Linked DNA regions of Capra hircus: region 2 is linked to region 1. Evidence: chromatin contacts called from public Hi-C data. All regions are on one chromosome and are shown on one strand. The core of a region is the stretch at or near the end of the contact, and the rest is flanking DNA. Distances in the headings are between cores, read along the strand shown.

Region 1 (5,474 bases), core at 2,026-4,525:
GCACCAGTAAGTCTCCCAGCCTGGATGAGAGGCTCTGTGTGTTGAGACATGCTTCTGATGCTCTATCAGACAGTTTAGGATCTTCACTTTCTGCTTCTGCAGAGCCTCAAGGTCAGCCAGAAGTGAACCACTAGGGCCATCTCGGTTATTTCCTGGACAGGTGCCTTGCCCTGCCCATGTGCATGGCCTTCTAGACCTCCAATAACATACTGGAGCTTTTCAAAGTCCTCTATGGATGTATCATTCACCAGCTTTCCTTTTACATTTTTTTTGTGCAGCTTCTTGTGTGTTCCATCTGTTATCAGTGCTTCAGGCAGATTTTATGTTAAATTATTGCTGCTGACCTTTCTTTCTTTCTTTCTTTCTTTTTTTGACCAAAGTTCCCTAGGGAAAAGGCTGTTCACACTGACAGAGCTGAGTCAGGTCAAATAAAGACAAGCTGTGGGAGCAGAGATGTCCAGGTAACTTCCAGCAGGTCAAATAATGACAAAGCCCCAGGGACAGGACATTTTAGGGAGCACCAAGCCCTCCTTCCCCCTTCAGATGCTGTTAAATGACTGTTTTTCCTGGCTATTATGATTTGTGAAACTGTTGGTTTTCAAGGCTACTGAAGAGCTGGGAAGAGAAGATGGACTTGGATAACAGCCACAAAAGTTCACGGCTCTTACTCAGTTTGTTTTTCTTAAAATAAATGTTCCTGGGAATGCTGTAAGACTTTGGTTAATTTCCAGAACACTGAAAAAGTTGATTTTGACTACTTTTGCCAACATCCTCATTGTCCTTACAGAGGGCTGGATTTTCAGAGGTCCTTACTCCATTCTTCTGGAAGCACTCTCCCCTCCCACAGAGATCTTGAGATTAAAAAATTTTTCACGTGCTGCCCAAACGAAAGAGCCTGTAGACTGAGATGGTCTGTGGTCCATCAGATGATCTGTGGCTTCTGGTCCCTAAAATAAGCCCTCTACAGGGTCTCCCTGGTGGCTCAGTGGTAAAGAATCTACCTGCTAATGCAGGAGACGGAGGTTCAATCCCTGATCTGGAAAGATCCCACATGATGCAGAGCAACCAAGCCCGTGTGCCACAACTACTGAGCCTTTATCCTGGAGCCTGGGAGCTGCAACTGCTGAAGCCCAAACACTCTGGAGCCCGTGCACCGAAACTAGAGGGTAACCCCTGCTCACCACAACTAGAGAAAAAGCCCACACAGCAACAAAGAACAGCACAGCCAAACAAATAAATGATTTTTTAAAAAGCCCTCAACAAATGTTTGCTTCCCTGATAGCTCAGTTGGTAAAGAATCCTCCTGCAGTGCAGGAGACCGCGGTTTGATTCCTGGGTCGGGAAGATCCCCTCGAGAAGGGATAGGCTACCCACTCCAGTATTCTTGGGCTTTCCATGTGGCTCAGCTGGTAGAGAATCCGCCTGCAACGCGGGAGACCTGGGATCGATCCCTGGGTTGGGAAGATTCCCTGGAGAAGGGAAAGGCTACCCACTCCAGTATTCTGGCCTGGAGAATTCCATGGACTGTATAGTCCATGGGGTCGCAAAGAGCCGGACACGACTGAGCGACTTTCCCTTTCAACAAATGTTTCTTTATTTGTACAAAGTTGTAACGCTCGGCTGGGGGAGCAGTAAACAGTGATTCTGTAGCCTCTGGTCCCCGGAATCCCTATGTGGCTTCCCACCTATCAGACCACATGCCTGGCCCTTGGCTGGATCTGTGACAGCTGTGGCTGTTCCCAGCGGGTCTGGCCCCAGCTGCTGCACCTCTCAGCCCAGGACTTTTCCCAGGGCCCCTGAGGTGGGCAGTGAGGAAACACTGTCCAGGGGAGATGTGGTGGGTACAGAGCCTGGCAGTGTCCAAACCTGTTCCTGGGCAGTTTCTCGTCATCTGGTCAGCACACTAACTCCCTGACACAGGCAGCACACAGAAGACCGCAGAGGAGAGGTCTTTAGATGCTACTGAATGGCTAGACAGCTGAGCACATCTCCTTATATGAGTGAGCATGTGACCTCGCAAATGTCTGTGTGTGTAGCTACATGCGTGTGTGAGTGTATGCCATGTTTGAGTGTGTAAGTATACATGTGTACATACGTGAGCTTGAGTATAAACATGTGTGAATGTTTGTGTGTGTGTATGTATATGGCTATGTGTATAAGCAGACATGTTGGCAAGTGTGTGTGAAAGTGTCTGTGAATGGGTGAGGTATGAATGTGTGGGATATATGTACGTCAGGGAATGCAGAGTGGGTGTGTGAAACTGTGTGTTGTGAATATGAATGTGTGTGAGGTGTAGAACATTTGAGTACGTGTGTAAGTGTATGAGTGCTTACACAATTACAATTACATTAATTACATGTGTGTGAATCAACGTGCACAGATACATCAACATGTGTGAATGTTTGTATGTGTGAATGTGTATAACTGAGTAGGTGCAAGTGGAAGTGTGTGTAAATGTTTGAGGGTATATGTTTGGGAGCAGATTTAAGTATGTTTGAGTATAAAATTGTGTGACTATACTAGTGTCTATATTAGTGACTACATGAGTTTAAAGGTGTGAGTGTATATGTTTATTGTTGTGTCCGTCTCTTTGTGACCCGATGGACTACAGCACACCAGACTTCCCTGTCCCTCACTCTCTCCCGGAGTTTGCTCAAACTCATGTCCATCGAGTCGGTGATGCTATCTAGCCATCTCATCCTCTGCTGCCCCCTTCAGTGGTAAAGCATCTGCCTACCAATGCAGGAGACACGGGCTTGATCCCTGGGTCGGGAAGATGCTCTGGAGAAGGAAATGGCAACCCACTCCAATATTCTTGTCTGGAGAATCCCACGGACGGAGGAGCCTGGCAGGCTACAGTCCATGGGGTGGCAGAGTCAGACACGACTGAGCACCTAGCACCTAGTATATATGTTTGAGGGTGTGTAATTATGAAGATAAATGAATGACCGTGTGGCTATGAAAGTTTGAGTGTGTAAGCTATGACCACATGTATAAATATATGTGTGAGCACAGGAGTCTGAGTAGGTGAATCGGATGGGACTGTGAATGTGTGGGTGTGAACATTTGGGTGAACAAGTCTGTGCATGTATGAGAGTGTGTGTGTGTGTCTGTGTGTGACAAGTATATGCAGATCTGCCAGGGGCAAATGAATGTCAGCTGCAGTGAGGGGGTAAAGCCAAGCTTCTCCCCTGGGACGTGCAGGGCAGCCGTCCCCAGGTGGGAAGTCTGCAGTCACACTGGGCAGATGTTTGCCTGCTAGACCCTAAGGCCCCTGGCCTCCTGCTCCCCCACCACTCGCAGTCCTGGGGGCCAGGAGGGGCTCCCAGGCACTGGTCTCTAGTTAGTGGCTGTGGCTTCGTCCGCCCCCTCTCAATCAAAGAAGCCTGGTGTTTACAGCTCACCTTTGCCTCCAGGCCTGCTACCTGGGTAACAGAGGCAAAACACGTACTGCTGGCATCGTTAAACTTTGCCCGTGAGCGTGATTGCACAGGCCATCTGGAGGTTGCTTTTAAAACCCTGCTCTTATCTGAGAAATTTGGAGCCTTCCCCTTGAAACTTCACCTCCTCACCTAGTTCTCTCCTTCCATTGTCTCCATCACATAAATCTGTTTATTTCCTTGATATCACAACCTGTAATTTTCTTAGTCTTTAAATTGCTCGTTGATATTTCTGTCTCCAAACTCCCCCAAGGCAGGTATGTATTCAGTCAGTCCTAGTCACAGCTGAATCTACAGCATTTAACACAGCTCACGGGCACTTAGTAGGTGCTCACTGAATAACCTCACTGACCGGCAAGGAATTAATTCACACATATATACCACAGAATAAACGCCTCTTGAAACCAGCTACCCACTGGAACTTCCTACCCGCAGAGCTCGGGTGCAGCATTTCCTGTCTTAGCTTGCAAATTGGCCGATGCTAAGATTCTAGAACTGTATGTGCACACGTTTCGATTATTTGAAAACTCGGTTGGTTGGTTCTGGGGCCACAGTCCACTCAGCCCAGTCTGGCTATTTCTGGCACTGCAGTGTCACCTACCGGCTACAGATAAATCTGCAGTCTCAGGAAAAGGCCCTATCCTCCAGGCCTCAAACCAGGAATGGAACGGGGGTTGGGGGGCTGATAAGAAATGGACTGTGAAGAAGTGACACTTCAGCCGGGGTTCCAGCTGGTTTCAGCTGATGGCTCTGCATCAGGGCCTCATCACCTAAGGCCTGTAGCTGACATTCGAGTCCACTCCTGGGGTTCGTCTTGTACTTTTGTGCATGATGTTTTTGACAATGCCACACAGAAAAAGAGCAAATACAAAATGTTCCATCGCTGAGTGAGTCGCATTTAAGGCATTCAGGGAACTGACGCCAGGAACATATTTTTTATGGACTGACAATCAGCAGCCATACTGTTACAAAATGACTCACTCTTTGGCATTCTTTGGTACCCATATATTTCAACCCGGCCTCCTCTTTTTTCTCAAAACATTTTGGTTTGAACTTTTTATTTACTTATTGTTTTAGCATCCTGGGTTCCAAAGGCGATTCTAATAACCAACGTTAGATTTGAAGATTGTTATATCTCTTTGGGGGTAAAAATCAATCCATTTCATTATTTTGACTATTCAGTTCAGTTCAGTTCAGTCGCTCAGTCATGTCCAACTCTTTGCGACCCCATGAATCGCAGCACGCCAGGCCTCCCTGTCCATCGCCAAGTCCTGGAGTTCACTCAGACTCACGTCCATCGAGTCCGTGATGCCATCCAGCCATCTCATCCTCTCTTGTCCTCTTCTCCTCCTGCCCCCAATCCCTCCCAGCATCAGAGTCTTTTCCAATGAGTCAACTCTTCACATGAGGTGGCCAAAGTACTGGAGTTTCAGCTTTAGCATCATTCCTTCCAAAGAAATCCCAGGGTTGATATCCTTCAGAATGGACTGGTTGGATCTCCTTGCAGTCCAAGGGACTCTCAAGAGTCTTCTCCAACACAATTGATTTCATTTCCCCCCGCTGACAATCAAGAACGGAAGGATTCACAGAGATGCTGTATATTTATCTGGTTGCGCTGGGGCTTAGTTGTGGCACGTGGGGTCTTCCATCTTTGTGGAGGCATGTGAACTCTTAGTCTGGCATGTGGGATCTAGTTTCCTGACCAGGAATTGAACCTGGGACCCCTATGCTGGGAGTGCAGAGTCTTAGTCACTGGGCTACCAGGGAAGTTCCCGTATCATAGAGATGTTTCTGAGAATTCTAGCCTGGGGAATAACGAGGACACAGAGTTGATGTAGCCAGCATCTTTATTCTTGTTCTGTTTCTTCTACCTAGGAATTTTAGGATCACTATGCAGCAACCTAGGAAAGTTATTCTAAGATAAAACAGAACTGCGTATCAATATTCTGATAACCTACAATAAAAGTTCTATGATGTCTTTTTTCTGCACCTTTTTTCCACCTTGATATGGCTAACATCAGGAATCTACCTAGT
Region 2 (5,474 bases), core at 1,742-4,241, 190 kb before region 1:
GCGCCCCGCTTCCCACTTCCCTCCGGGGCTGACCCCAGCGGCCCCTGGCCGGGCTTTTCCCAGAGCTGAGGCCGGAAGCACAGGTCCCGAGTGTTTGTTCAGGCTGGGCCGGGGCTCCGGGCAGGCGAGGAGGAAACGGCCGCAAGATGTTTGTCCAAGTGGGGGGGTCAGGATCCACAGCCAGGAGCTGGGAAGGAAGTGCCAGAGGAGGAGAAGTCAGCTGGAGTCAGCAGGCCCGGGCCTCGCCTGCCTCTCCTCTCCTCGGGGGCAGGGCTGCACACAGTAGGCACCTGCTGGATAAGGAAGCCAGAGCCCCACCCCCACCCCTCCTCTGCTGCACCCTCCCAGCCACGTCCTTTGGGAAAACCTCCTGGCTCCACACCCTGGAACAAAGAGTCTGGCTGCTGCCCCCCACCCACCATGCCACCCAGGTCCGGCCACCAGCTTCCAGCCTGGACTGGGCAGTAGCCACCTCACTGGTCTCAGCACCCCCATCCTCCTCCCCCCCACCCAGTCTATTCCCCGCCCGCCTTGGCGCCAGAGGGATCCTTATTAATATGCAAATCAGATCTTGTCTCTTCTCGCACAACACTCAGCCAGGCCCCCACCTCCCCGAGAGCAAAAGCCATCTGTCAGGGGCTGAATTGTGTCCCCAGATTCACATCCTCAAGTCCCACCCCCCAGCACCTCGGAATGTGACTGGATTTGGAGACAGGGCCTTTCAAGGGGGTGATTAAGTTGAGGTCATATGGGTGGGCCCCAGGCCAACGGGACCAGTGTCCTTATAAGAAGAGATTGGGGCACAGACAAGTCTCCGCACAGAGTGATAAGGGGGCCATCTGCAGGCCAAGGAGAGAGACGTCAGGGGAAGGCAAACCCGCTGACGCCTTGACCTTGGACTTGTGGCCTCCAGTGAGCCCGGTGGGGCTCTTTGCGACGCCATGGGCTGTAGCCCGCCAGGCTCCTCTGCCCGTGGGCTTTCCCAGGCAAGGATACTGGCGTGGGTAAGCCATTCCCTTCTCCACGGGATCCTCCTGACCCAGGGGTCCAGTTGCAGGCAGATGGTTTTCTGTGTGAGCCATCAGGGAAGCACTCCAGCCTCCAGAACTGCAGGAAAAGAAATTTCTGTTGCCATGCGGTGGTACTCTGTCTCTGCCCCCGAAGCCAACCAAGGTGCCCTCTCCCCTGGCGCCCTGGCCGGTCCTGACCCCTCCTGCTGCCCCTGCGCTCTCTCTTCAGTCCACCTGCCATTCTCTCAGCCCCCGGCCTTGGCCCTTGCTGTTCCCTCTGCCTCTTACGCCCTTCCCCCGGGGCTGCTGCCTTCTCATCACTCGAATGTCTGCTGCCACGGCCCCCTCCACAGGGGCGCTCCCGGCTCATCGGCTCATCGGGGCTGTCAACCACCTCTCCTGACGGACTGGCACCTCCACCAGGGCAGTGGCTGGTGCTTTGTGCCAGAGTGGCCCGCACACAGCACATGTGCAACGAAGACCTGCTGAACACTGGGAGGCAGGCTCCTCCTAGCCCCACCTCCCCATCTTCCAAAACTCAGAGCACAAGGGAGGCAGGGCGGGGCCTCCAGGTGCCGCCCAGGTTCAGGAGGTGGCTCCGCAGCATGGCCTGAGCAGGGCCTGCCTGCCTGCAGGATGCATGAGATTGCTGCCTGCCTCCCACATCCTGGGCTTCTGGACAGCACCTGTGTTCATTCCCCTCTTTCCTCATTTGTTTTTCAATGACTCTTCCGGAGGCTCTGCCGTGGGTCAAACGCGGTCCCCCTCTCAAATTCATCTGTTAAGTCCTAATCCACAATGTGATTGCATTAGGAGGGGGGATCTTTCGCAGCGTGAGTAGTCGTGAAGGTGGAGCCCTCATGAATAAGGATAGTTGTCGTTTTTCAGTCGCTCATTCTCTTAGGGGCCCCATGGACTGTAGTCCCCCCAGCCTCCTCTGTCCATGGGATTTCCCAGGCAAGAATACTGGGCTAGGTGGCCATTTCCTTCTCCAGGGTATAACCCTGTAAACATTCACGTTTGACATCTGTCCATTTCCCTCTAGCTAAATTATATCTCGATAATAAAAAAACAAAGCAAAACCTTTTTTTTTTTTAAAGCCACCACTCCCCTTGTCGGCCACTTGCGGGACGGGGCAGGGGGGTACTCATCTCCTAGGGCGCCGCAGTCGTGCGGGCCGCGGAAGTCTCCACGCGCGGGTGCCGCCTAGTCCCTCCCGGGCCGGGACGCGTGGCCCCGAGAGCCGCGCCGGCCTCCCCGGTGCCCGCTCCCGCCCGCCGGGGCTGGTGAAAGGCCGGAAGCGGCGCCGGGTGGGCGAGGGCCATTGTCCGCACGTCCGCTCCGGCCCCGCCCCACATTGTCCCGGGGGAGGGACCCTCCGCGGGCCCGGGGCTGGGGGTCCCCCGGGTCGCGCAGTGGCGCCTCCCCTTGCCCGTGTCCTCCCCTCCTCGTTTGCAGGAGGGAGGCCAGCGCCGGGGACCGAGCCCCGCGCGCCCCGCCGCGCCGTCCCCAGAGGTCACTCCGCCACCCGCTCCCCCTTCCCCTTGGGGCTTTGGGCCCCTCCGAAATCACAGACGCCGCTGGCGGGTGGGTGGGTGGGGTGGCAGGAGACAGTCCCTCGCCGAGGGTCACGTGGCTGCAAAGCTGGGGAATCAGGGAGACGGGGCAAACCTCGCTGTCCTTGCCAGCGCCCCCGCTTTGAACGAGGGAAACCAGAGAGGGTCTCGTCTGCAGGGGGCTCCCATTCCAGTGTGGGGCGGGGGCAGAGGGGGCGCAGAGCATCGTTTAGACGACAAGTAGGTGACTGCACGGTTGCACAAGCTGGGAGACCGGTGAGGGAAGGCTCAACGAGAGGGGTGGTCACCGGAGGCTCTGAGCAGGTGACGTCCTGGCAGAAAGCACGGGAGAAAGAGGCAGCCCGGGGGGACGGGGTGGGGCGCAGTCGGGGCAGAGGAGCCGTGTGGACCGAGACCCCGTACGAGGCCGGCTGGCGGAGGCGCCTGGTGGGAGGGAGTGAAGTCAGAGAGCCGACTCGTGGGAGCCCAGAGTTTAGGGGCTGCATCTGAGTCAAACTCGATGAAGAGACGGGCCGGCAGTTTGCTGAGAACAGAGAAGTCAGGAAGGCTTCGTTTCCAGCTATGCTCGACGACGACGTTCCCTCTCCCGGCCTCGCTTTCCCTGGTTGCAGAAAGCATCTGGGTTGGAAGACGCTCTGAAACTGACTCCTCTCCAACCAACATTACCGTGACCTCACCTTGGTTGCACAAGAAAGGCGCCTGCAATGGTTCACAGATGGCGGATGGACCTAGGATTGGAAAATCAAACCTGCCCAGCCAGGGATGGATGCCCTGGGCGGGAATCTCTGATCCGCCGGGAGCCGCTGCCGGAGGCCGGGAGTTTAAACGTCTTCGCCAGGGAGGGTGCGATCCCCTCAGTAGCCGCTAGGCGGCAACAGAGACCGGGCTTGAAGCGCCAGAGTCTTTTTCTGAATCGTTTTTGAAGTTACGGAAAAATTCTGAGACTCGTACAGAGGACTCTAGGACTTTCTTAACTAAGATTCATCAAGTGTTAGCATTCGGACCCCCCTCTATGTATATTCAAGTTCTCCCCCAAGCATGGGGAGAGTAAATTGCAGTCGTGCTGCCCCTTGAACCCTAAATCCTTCAGTGTGTGTTTCCCAAGAACAAGGACATCCTATTACACAACCGCAGTAGGGCTTTCAAGATCAGGCGATGTAATGGTGATGCAAGACTTATATACTCGGCAAAATATTATTCAAATATTGCCAGTTGTCCCAACGAGGCCTTTTATAGCATTCCCGTACCCCATCTGCATTCCAAATCCCGGATCACATTTAGTTGTTTGTTTTTATGTTAAATGAAATGCATTCACTAAGCCTTCTCAGGCTGAAGTATTTGAAAAAGATGCATGTGAAGAGTTGCAGCCTCACCCTCCTTAACCACACGTCCCCGGGGCAGGTCCCACTCAGGTCTTCTCTACTGCAAGGTAGCAGATTCTGGGCAGGGTGTGTGGGAGAGGCGGAGCGGGCCAGAGAATGCACTTACAGCCTGAGATGGAGTCTTTCTTTTTCATTCTTCCTGGCCTGAACCCATTTGTGCAGGTCCTTTGGCCAAGGGCTGCTCCCCAGCCATTCACCAAGGGTTTCAAATGACTCCTTGAGGAAACAGCTTCTTGCTTTGGGAAACAATGGCAAATGCCCCCAGCTGGCAAGGCCAGGGGAAGTCCTGTGCTGGGTCTGGAGAGGGAGAAAGGCTCTAAGGGCTGCCAGCACTGGGAGATAAATCCTTTGGCCGGTCCAGTGGCTTCCATTTCTTGCTTGCAGCAAAATGGCAGGAGAACCCAATCCTTTTGTCAACTAACAGAGAGTAATCATGTCTTTAACTTTTATTAAGAAAAATGGAATCATGCACACATAATAATGCCAGTCACCAGGTGGCAACAAAAAATAACTCTTTCTGATGGATTACTATTGACTTCCGGTGTAAAACGCAAACGGAGGGAACATGGTTAACGTTCCCCCAGGACTCCTTCCTTTTCTGTTCCTTATTTATGTGACAAGATTTCTGAGTGCTTACAGCCGTAAAAATAAGAATGAAGAAGAGACGGAGCTGTAGATACTTCTCCACTGGTACACAAGACGGGAAATCCAGTTAAACCATTACAAATGTCATGTGAAATAATACTTTGTGTCATCAGTATCTATCAAAACTTATAATATTTATAGTTTTGATCAGTCATGTACTAGTATTTGTAATCATACCTTTGCAGAATAACAGTTTGCACTTAGTAACTTAGGAGCACAGAAAATTTTTAAAAATTTGAAACCGGTTGTTGTCGCAGAAGATGGTATGATCAGCAAGTGACTTTCAGGCATGAGAATATACTGTTGAGGACTTCTCTGGGGGTCCAGTGGTTAAGACGCTGCACTCCCAATGCAAGGGGCCCAGGTTCAGTCCCTGGTCAGGGAACCAGATCCCACATGCCACAGCTAAGGCCCAGCAAAGTTGAATAAATAAATATATTTTTAAAGTGTATGTTGTTGTTCAGTCGCTAAGTGGTGTCTGACTCTGCGACCCCATGGACTGCAGCCCACCAGGCTCCTCTGTCCATGGGATTCTCCAGGCAAGAGTACTGGAGTGAGGTGCCATTTCCTTCTCCAGGGGATCTTCCTGACCCAGGGATCAAACCTGCGTCTCCTGCATTGGCAGGTGGGTTCTTTACCACTGAGCCACCAGGGAAGCCCCAAGAATAAATTACGCTGGGCTAAAACTTTGTGAGAGGAATCGAACTGAAGACAAGTTTCAGAGAAACTGACACGAATTCTCATTAATACAGAGGAGCTGGTTTGTGTGCTGTCTACACGAGTGTACACGGGGCCACTACGCTCTTCAGCTTCATGGGATGTGTACCGTGGAGTGATCAAACAGCTCAAGCTTACAGTGT

Evidence for each region. Hi-C and Micro-C count contacts between places; a contact is called where the count stands out from the background.
Region 2: a contact with region 1 is called in a Hi-C map of blood, with 4 times the contacts expected there. The contact joins two enhancer-like sites. A contact is called at or near these places in 2 of 5 Hi-C or Micro-C datasets (both in blood).

Annotation. Positions count from the first base shown.
Region 1 is chr22:55,904,107-55,909,580 of ARS1.2, reverse strand. No RefSeq gene overlaps it. Among named protein-coding and RNA genes, the nearest start is that of TMCC1, 23 kb to the left of the region's middle. Within about 2 kb of position 3,275, at least 1 of the 5 cell types and tissues checked has an H3K27ac peak or open chromatin away from gene starts, as enhancers often do.
Region 2 is chr22:56,095,503-56,100,976 of ARS1.2, reverse strand. No RefSeq gene overlaps it. Among named protein-coding and RNA genes, the nearest start is that of PLXND1, 18 kb to the left of the region's middle. Within about 2 kb of position 2,991, at least 2 of the 5 cell types and tissues checked have an H3K27ac peak or open chromatin away from gene starts, as enhancers often do.